Regions from separate parts of the Pan troglodytes genome. Here region 2 is linked to region 1. Evidence: chromatin contacts called from public HiChIP or PLAC-seq data. All regions are on one chromosome and are shown on one strand. Each heading gives the region's core, a stretch centred on a gene start, on an enhancer-like site or on the middle of the called end of the contact. The rest is flanking DNA. Distances are from core to core; before and after follow the strand shown.

What was found. HiChIP or PLAC-seq counts read pairs in DNA pulled down with a chosen protein or histone mark.
Region 2: a contact with region 1 is called in an H3K4me3 HiChIP or PLAC-seq map of stem cell-derived excitatory neurons, with 2.1 times the contacts expected there. The contact joins the promoter of ZMYM6 here to the promoter of SFPQ in region 1. A contact is called at or near these places in 1 of 7 Hi-C or Micro-C datasets (stem cell-derived neural progenitor cells) and 1 of 1 datasets of contacts at active chromatin or transcription factors (stem cell-derived excitatory neurons).

What each region holds. Positions count from the first base shown.
Region 1 is chr1:195,793,018-195,797,159 of NHGRI_mPanTro3-v2.0_pri, reverse strand. SFPQ (splicing factor proline and glutamine rich) reads right to left here and starts at 1,535. Exons shown (of 10, transcript NM_001251847.1): 1 at 615-1,535. The coding sequence starts at 1,442.
Region 2 is chr1:195,957,469-195,961,739 of NHGRI_mPanTro3-v2.0_pri, reverse strand. It overlaps ZMYM6 (zinc finger MYM-type containing 6), which reads right to left and starts at 1,975. Exons shown (of 16, transcript NM_001427913.1): 1 at 1,766-1,975; 2 at 494-660. The coding sequence starts at 586.

The DNA.
Region 1 (4,142 bases), core at 286-2,785:
GAAACCTATCAGTTGCCTTTCTGTTCCGTTTGGTCACAATCAAGGTTTTACTATGTGAGATTTCTAACATGAGCACTATCTTAACATTGAAAAAGGAGCCCCATCATCCAGAATGTTCGAGAATAGACACACTTCCCCGAAGAGTAGACGTCCATCAGCAACTGTCAGCCACATATGTTGAGTGTCCCTAAAAAAATCTCAATAGTATGAAAATTAAAATACGAAAATAACTCAAGTCCAAATGCCACTGTAACCTACACGATCTGCGCCTGCGCTTTTATGGAACTTCCCGGTTCTCTCCAAACCTACGCCGCATGCTCTGCATTACGCCAGTCCCAGGGACAGGCTACCTTCTGCAGGGCCGACCACCGCGACCCCGCGCTTCCTTCCGAAAGGAAACCTCCCCTAGCCTTCCGCCCGCCGGGAGAGCAAGGCGCGGCAGCGGCCAATCCCACGCCGACCGACGGCCCCGCAGGCCGCCCCGCCCCCGCGGCGGCGCGCGCAAGCGCCCCTTCCGGCAGCCGACAAAATGGAAGCCCAGCGCGGGGGCGGGGGCGAGGAGGGGGCCGCCGCCATCTTAGGGGAGCCGACGCGTCGCTCCCATAAACACTCACCTCCGAGTCCGAGATCTTCTCCTCGCTGCGGCCGCCGGGCCCGCCGGGCGGAGGCCCCTGGTGATGCTGCTGGTGGTAGGGCGGGTGGTGCTGGCGGCCCCCGCGGGGCTCCCCGCCGCCTCGATGAGGCGGCTTGGGGTGGCCGCCAGGAGTGCTTAGGCCCGGGCCGCCACCTGGCTTCGGCCCGCCAGGCATTTTGCCGCCTTTGGGACCACCCGGACCTGGGCCCTGCTTAGGCCCTGGACCCGGGCCCGGGACTGCCGCGGGCGGAGGCGGCGGGCCTCCGGCCTGAGGAGGTGTGGTAGGGACCCCGCTGCTTGGCGGGGTGGGTGGCGGCGCCCCGGGAGGGGCCGAGGTGACTGCAGGCGGCGGGGTCGGCGTCGGGCCTGGCCCAGACCCTGGCGGGGCCCCCGAGGTTGGTGGAGTGGCGGGCGGGGCCGAGCTGGAGGCTGGCGGTGCGCTGCCTACTCCGGGAGCGGGGCCGGGTCCCTGAGCAACGACGGGCTTGGAAGAGTCCTGCGGCGGTGGCGGCGGCTGCTGCTGCTGATGCGGCTGTGGATGCGGCGGCGGCTGATGCGGTGGCGGCTGCTGCGGCGGTGGCTGCTGCGGTGGTGGCTGTTGCTGCTGTTGGTGTGGAGGCGGTGGCGGGATCGGAGGCTTAGGGCCGCTCTGGCCCGGGCCAGGACCCATGGGGCCGCGATTCTGATTGAGGCCCATGCCGGGCGGCGGAGAACGGAAGTCGTGGAGGCCGCCGCGGCCGCCGCCTCCTCCACGCCTGTGGAAGCCGCCACCGCCACCGCCACGACTCCGGAACCGATCCCGAGACATGTCTGTGGTCAAGGGGCGGTCGAGGCAAAAGCGAAGAAGACGCTCAGGAAACGTGGAGGCCACCTTGCTTCTCACAAAATGGCGGATGACACAGGCGGCGCGCCGCCTTTGTCCTCGTCTTATATAGGCCAGCTGGCACGGCCCCGCCTACTCCACGATCGACAGCTCCAATAGCCAATTGCAATTACTATGCCTGATGACACTAAGTTGCGAACCTCTGATCTTTCCTATTGGCCCCTGGGTGAGAGGCGGGAGGCATGGAGGGACTGAAGTTTCCAGTTGGCCAGTGAGCGAAGAAGGCGTTGGCTGTAGGCCACTATGATTTGCTAGGAGAAATTTGAATGGGTATGCCAGGGCAATTTTCACTTGCGAGCAAATAACCAGGGCTCTATCCGCTCCTGCAGAGAAGCGTTGGAGGTCTCTTTTCTTTCTTGATTGTCCCTAGGAGCAATCTATTGATATCCTTGCCCAGAAAAACAGATGTTTTCCGATTCAAAATCAGAAATTGAGTGCCTGCTGTCTACCCTACCTCGTGCCAACTCAATGAAAGTAGAGAAGTAAAATCTTACCGATTTCAAACACACGCAGTCTTAACTGATTTCATTATGGAACCTCATAGGAATACAGATTTATTGTAGCAGCATAAACTTTTCAATAGGCTTCTGTGGGTGCGCGCTTTGTTCAAAAAGAGCCCTTGTGTGTATGTGTATATATATACACGTTTACAAACACCAATCACAGGAGGAATGTAAATATTCCACTCAACACTTTACGAACAGACTAAGGTACTTTTTAAAAATTACAATGTTAGGCTGGGCACTGTGGCTCACGCCTGTAATCCTAGCACTTTGGGACACCGAGTCGGGCAGATCACCTGAGGTCAGGAGTTCTAGACCAGCCTGGCCAACATGGCGAAACCCCGTCTTTACTAAAAAATACAAAAATTTGGCTGGGTGCGGTGGCTGACGCCTGTAATCCCAGCACTTACTTTGGGAGCCGAGGTGGGTGGATCACGAGGTCAGGAATCCGATACCAGCCTGGCCAATATGGTGAAACCCCGTCTCTACTAAAAATACAAAAATTAACTGGGCGTGGTGGTGCACGCCTGTAGTCCCAGCTACTTGGGAGGCTGAGGCAGGAGAATTGCTTGAACCCGGGAGGCAGAGGTTGCAGTGAGCCGAGATTGCGCCACTGCACTGCAGCCTGGGCGACAGAGCAAGACTCAGTCTCAAAAAAAAAAAAAAAAAAATTTGCTGAGCTTAATAGTGCACACCTATAATCCCAGCCACCTGGGAGGCTGAGGCAGGAGAATTGCTTGAGCCCAGGAGGCGGAGGTTGCAGTGAGCCGAGATCGCGCTATTGCACTCCAGCCTGGGCGACAAGTGCCAGACTGTCTCAAAAAAAAAAAAAAAAAAAAAAAAAATTACAATGTTACAATGTCTATAGGGTATTAACCAGTCAGATGCATCAATTATTTTTCTCTTATTTTCTTTGACACAGAGTCTTATTTTTTTTGACACAGAGTCTCGCTCTGTTGCCCAGGCTGGAGAGCAGTGGCACTATCTCAGCTCACTGCAACCTCTGCCTCCCAGGTTCAAGTGATTCTCCTGCCTCAGCCTTACAAGTAGCTGGGACCACAGGCGCGAGCCACCACACCCAGCCAATTTTTGTATTTTTAGTAGAGACAGGGTTTTGCCATGTTGGCCAGGCTGGTTTCAAACTCCTGACCTCAAGTGATCCACCCACCTAGGCCTCCGAAAGTGCTGGGATTATGGGAGTGAGCAACCACGCCCAGCCTGTATTTCACAATCTCCAGTTTCTTTGAGGTCCACAGACCTTTTGCGGAATCATTCCTCCCTCAACATTAGCTCATAGCTTATTATCTTCTTTTCTGCGTCTAACTCTCTTCATTCAAGATCCAGGCGGGACCGGGTGCGGTGGCTCACGGCTGTAATCCCAACACTTTGGGACCCAAGGCTGAGGCGGGAGGGTCACTTGAGGTCAGGAGTTCGAGACCAGCCTGTCCAACAGGACAAACACCCCTCTCTAGTAAAGATACAAAAATTAGCAGGGCGTGGTGGCATGCACCTGTAATCCCAGCTACTCGGGAGGCCGAGGCAGGAGAATCGCTTGAACCCAGGAGGCAGAGATTGCAGTGAGCCGAGATCACACCATTGCACTCCAGCCTGGGCACAGAGTGAGACTCCGTCTCATAAAAACCAAAAAAAGATCCAGGCAGATGACCCACCCAACACCCTAATGCTCAGTTCCTTACCTCCTCCATTAGTATTTTCTTCTACCCTGTATCACCATCCAGTCTCCCATCCTCCCCTCATCACACTCACTCCTGATTGTTATTACCAGTAACTGCACTATCTCTGAAATCTTTAGTTCAAGCATGCCTCTTACTGATCATCCCTTTTCTTTCTGTCTCACATAACACAGTAACCTCATGATTCCTTTCATTATTTTTTTTTTTTTTTTTTTTTTTTTGAGATGGAGTCTCGCTCTGTCACCCAGGCTGCAGTGCAGCGGTGCGATCTCGGCTCACTGCAACCTCCGCCTCCCAGGTTCAAGCTATTCTGCTGCCTCAGCCTCCCGAGTAGCTGGGACTACAGGCACGTGCCATCATGCCCAGCTAATTTTTTTATTTTTAATAGAGGCGGGGGTTTCACCATATTGGCCAGGCTGGTCTTGAAA
Region 2 (4,271 bases), core at 726-3,225, 160 kb before region 1:
AGTGACAAGTATGGAAAAATGGTAAATATATTACTTTCCTTCCACACACAAAAAAATCATGTAGTTATAGCTTTCATTCAAAGAGCAAAAAACCAGCCAGGAATGGTGGCTCATGCCTGTCATCCCAGAACTTTGGGAGGCCAAGGTGGGTGGATTGCTTGAGCTCAGGAGTTTGAGACCAGCCTGGGAAACGTGGCCAAACCCCGTCTCTACCAAAAATACAAAAAAATAGTTGAGCATGTTGGTGTGTGCCCTGTGGTCCCAGCTACACAGGAGGCTGAGGTGGGAAGATCACTCGAGCCTGGGAGGTGCAGGCTGCAGTGAGCTAAGGAGATCGCACCACTGCACTACACCCTCAGCGACAGCGAGAGCCTGTCTCAGTGTGGGTTATTTTAAACTTACAAACCAGAAACCGTTTAACTAAAATTTTTCAGTTGACCAGATGGAAAAGAAGGAATTTTTTTAAATTTTTAAATCAAGATGAAATGCTTACTTGAGCATTGTCTGGTTCTTCTTTAATTTTGTCCAGAAGCTTCTGCTGTGGTACCACTGCTTTGCCACATTCACCATCCAAAGGTTCTTTCATTCTAATTTTTTACCTCAAAGAGTGTCTCAGGCTCAAACGAATAGATTTCTTCTTGGTAATGGATAGCTGGACACCTAAAATACATACTCAGGCTTACTCTTTTTTTTTTTTCAGGCTTATCTATATGAAAGAAAAACTTTGTGTTGAGTGCATGAGGCTTCACGGCTTGGCATTTGAAAAACAACTCTTCTGGGGCCACAACTAACTTTTTTCTTTCTTCCTGCTTTCTGTTCCTTCAGTAGCTACATAAGAAAACAGTTTTGGGGCAACAGCTCCCACTTCTCTAATATCTTTAAAGACACACAACACACTCTGGTTTTTTCCTATGTTGAAGGTTATTGAAGGAAATTAGACCAGCAGACCAAGACGTGGGAGGAAGTAATAAACTCTGAGAAGAACGGACTCAAGAAATAGTTTCTGACCCCATAAGAATCAGTACTTAGAGGCCCATGTCGGCTTTTATTTCTCAAAGAGGGGCACAACAACCTCCCGGCCCTGACCTAATAACTCAACCTTCACTGGAAGCCTCCCTAAGGGCCCCATTTCTCGGCCTAACGCTAGATGTGAGCTCAAGATGCCATCCATCGCAGGCCAACAACAGGAACGCCCCTACTGAAAGTGAGTCACCTGCCTCTTTCAAGGTCTCCGTGTGAGGGGTGGGGGGCATCAAGCCCCTCAGAGCCCCGCTTCACAATCGCCTTCCTGTAGAAAAGAAACTCAATTGGCCATTCAGTAAATTCCCTTCCCCTAAAAGTCAAAGAACTAAACGGGACGAATTAAACCTAAAACAAAAAGCTCTTCAAAGTTGTCTTTATCCGAATAGTCAGGGATGGAAACGGACAACTGGTTGAAAAGCCTGTTCCAAAGAAGAAATGAGAACTTTTGCGCACTCGCCACAAAATATCTACGGGCGCTCATTCCTCCTCTGAGAACCGCACGCTTTCCGAAATTCTCCTTCCCACCAAGAATTCCCACTCCCATCATTGAGGACTAACGAGGCAATGTGGTCTCCGACTGAGAGCGGTGGACTAGCCAGTGAGTGTCAACGCGTCCCTAAGGCGACATCCGCAGCCGCCCCAGCCGCGTAGCCCACCTGGCACCGCCCCCGCCGCAACGCCTCGTCACGTGGCGTGGCCTCCGCCCCGCCGTCCCGCCCACTACCACTGCGGTCGCACCCACCTTCTGTCGCCTCCCTGCTACCGGAGGAGCACTGGACGGGAAATTTGCGAATAGGAACCAAGTCCTCCGCGTCTAGACAGGGATTATTTTCTCTTCTGGAATTCCGCCTGATCCATCCCAACGCAACAGCCGGCCAACCACGCCTGCGCAGCCTTGGTCTCCGCCCTCTTTTCCCGTCAGGCTCCGGACCTGATCTGAGTAGAACTTCCCAGCATTCCTCTTTCCTCAATTATGGTTCACTTCTTAAAGAGACCGAGGCTCAATAGTGAAAAGGTGGAGATGGCGTTAGAAGGCGCTGTAAGTGCTCTATAGCATTCTTTTTTTTTTTTTTTTTTTTTTTTTTTTGGAGACAAGAGTATCACGGTGTTGCCCAGGCTGGGGTGCAGTGGCACAATCTCGGCTAACTGCAACCTCCGCCTCCTGGGTTGAAGCGATTCTCCTGCCTCAGCCTCCCGAGTAGCTGGGCTTACGGGCACGTGCCACCACACCTAGCTAATCTGTAGCATCCTTTAGTGCCCATTTCCTGAAAGGTGGCCTACTGAGAGAGCATGATATTAAATAATACTTGGCTTGCTGAGCACTTCACATGCACCATCCCACTTAATCCTCACCATTTAACCCTAAGAGGTATAATTTTTTAATCTCTTGAGATATAAATGAAAAAACTTGCTCAAAATTGAGATTTGGTTTTTTTAATTCAACATTGTTTCACAGATACATGTATGATTTGTGACTGTTCATTCATTTTGACTGCTGTATAGTATTCTATTTTATGAATATGATACAATTTTAATCATCTACTATTGATGGACATTTGAGTTGTTTCCAATTTGTGGCTATTAGGAATAATGCTTCTGTGAACATTCTTGTCATTGGTGATGTTAAAAGACAAAATTACAACAAATTTAAATATCTCAATTAGCTTTATTTGTGATTCTAGAATCTGGCAACACTTCATTCCATAAAATAGAACAAGTGTTCCAATGAGCTGAGCAGAAGAGGTAGGTTTTATAGACAGAGAAGGGCTGGAGAAAGCAGAAATAAAGAACAAAAAACAGATTGGTTCATTTCAAAGTAACTTTCCAAAAAATAAATAAATAAGTTAATTTCCTTGTAAAGCAGAACCAAGAAACAAAACAATAGAGAAATAACTGATTGGTTAACATCAGGTAACTTCAGTTTATCTTTTTTTGGTAACGATTAAAGCAGAAGAAATTTCATGATTATGCTAATTGAAACTGGCACTCAGGGGAAATTAGACTCTTATTATCTCTTTTTCCTGACTTTTCAGAACTTCAAATAACAACGTAGTTTCCATTTGATGACATGGAACCTCAGTGTGAGTGACTCCATTTTGATTTTTAGTCTGGTTCATTGAGACCTACTGCAGGAGCTTAGCCCGAAACAATGGCCTACAAGTTTTATTTAACAGTGATACATATGCACACATTTCTGTTGGGTTCATACCTAAAAGTGAAATTGCTTGTTATGTATATGTAAAATTTAGGTAGATAATCTCAGGCAATTTTAGAAAATGGTGGTTTCAGTTTATACTCCCTTCAGCCATGTATGAGAGTTTCAGTTTCCCAACATCCTTGCCAATAATTACTACTGCATATCTTTTTAATTATAACCATTCTGATGGGGGCATAGTGGTATCTCACTGTGGTTTTAATTTGCATTTCCCAGATTATTAATGAGGATGAGCCCATTTTCTTGTTCCTTGGGTATCTGGATATCCCCCATAAGTGCCTGTTCAAGTCTCTTGCTCATTTTTGTATTGGATTGACATTTTCTTATGGGCATATATTTTAGATATGAATCCTGCTATGGTTTGAATGTATGTGTCCCTTCAAAATTCATATATTGGAACTTAAACATTAAGGCGATGGTATAAGAAGTGGAGCCTTTGGGAGGGGTTAGGCTATGAGGACTCCATCCTCTTGAATGGGATTCATAACCTTACAAAAGAGAGCATTCATGCCCTTCACAAAGATTCATTCCTTTTGCCCTTTTAACCCCTCACTGTATGATAACAATGTTCCTCCCAGCAAGAGGACAACAACAAAGTTTCATCTTGGAATTAGAGAGTAATTCCAAGACAACAAATCTGCCAGTGCCTTGATCTTGGACTTGCCAACCTCCAGAACTGTGAGAAATAAATTTCTACTATTTATAAATTACACAGTCTGTGGCATTTTCTTTTGGCAATCAGGAATACACTAAGATAAGTCTTTTTTGAATATACACTAGCCCCCCTCATCCACGGTTTTGCTTTCTGAAGTCATAGTTACCCACACTCAACCACGGTCTGAAAATCTTAAATGGAAAATTCCAGTAACAAATAATTCATAAGTTTTAAACAACTTTCATTAAAGTCTATTGTTATAATTGTTCTATTGTTAGTTGTTAGTCTCTTTCTGTGCCTGATTTATAAATTAAACTTTATCATAGGTATGTATGTATAGGAAAAAACATAGCATATATAGGGTTTGATACTACTGGA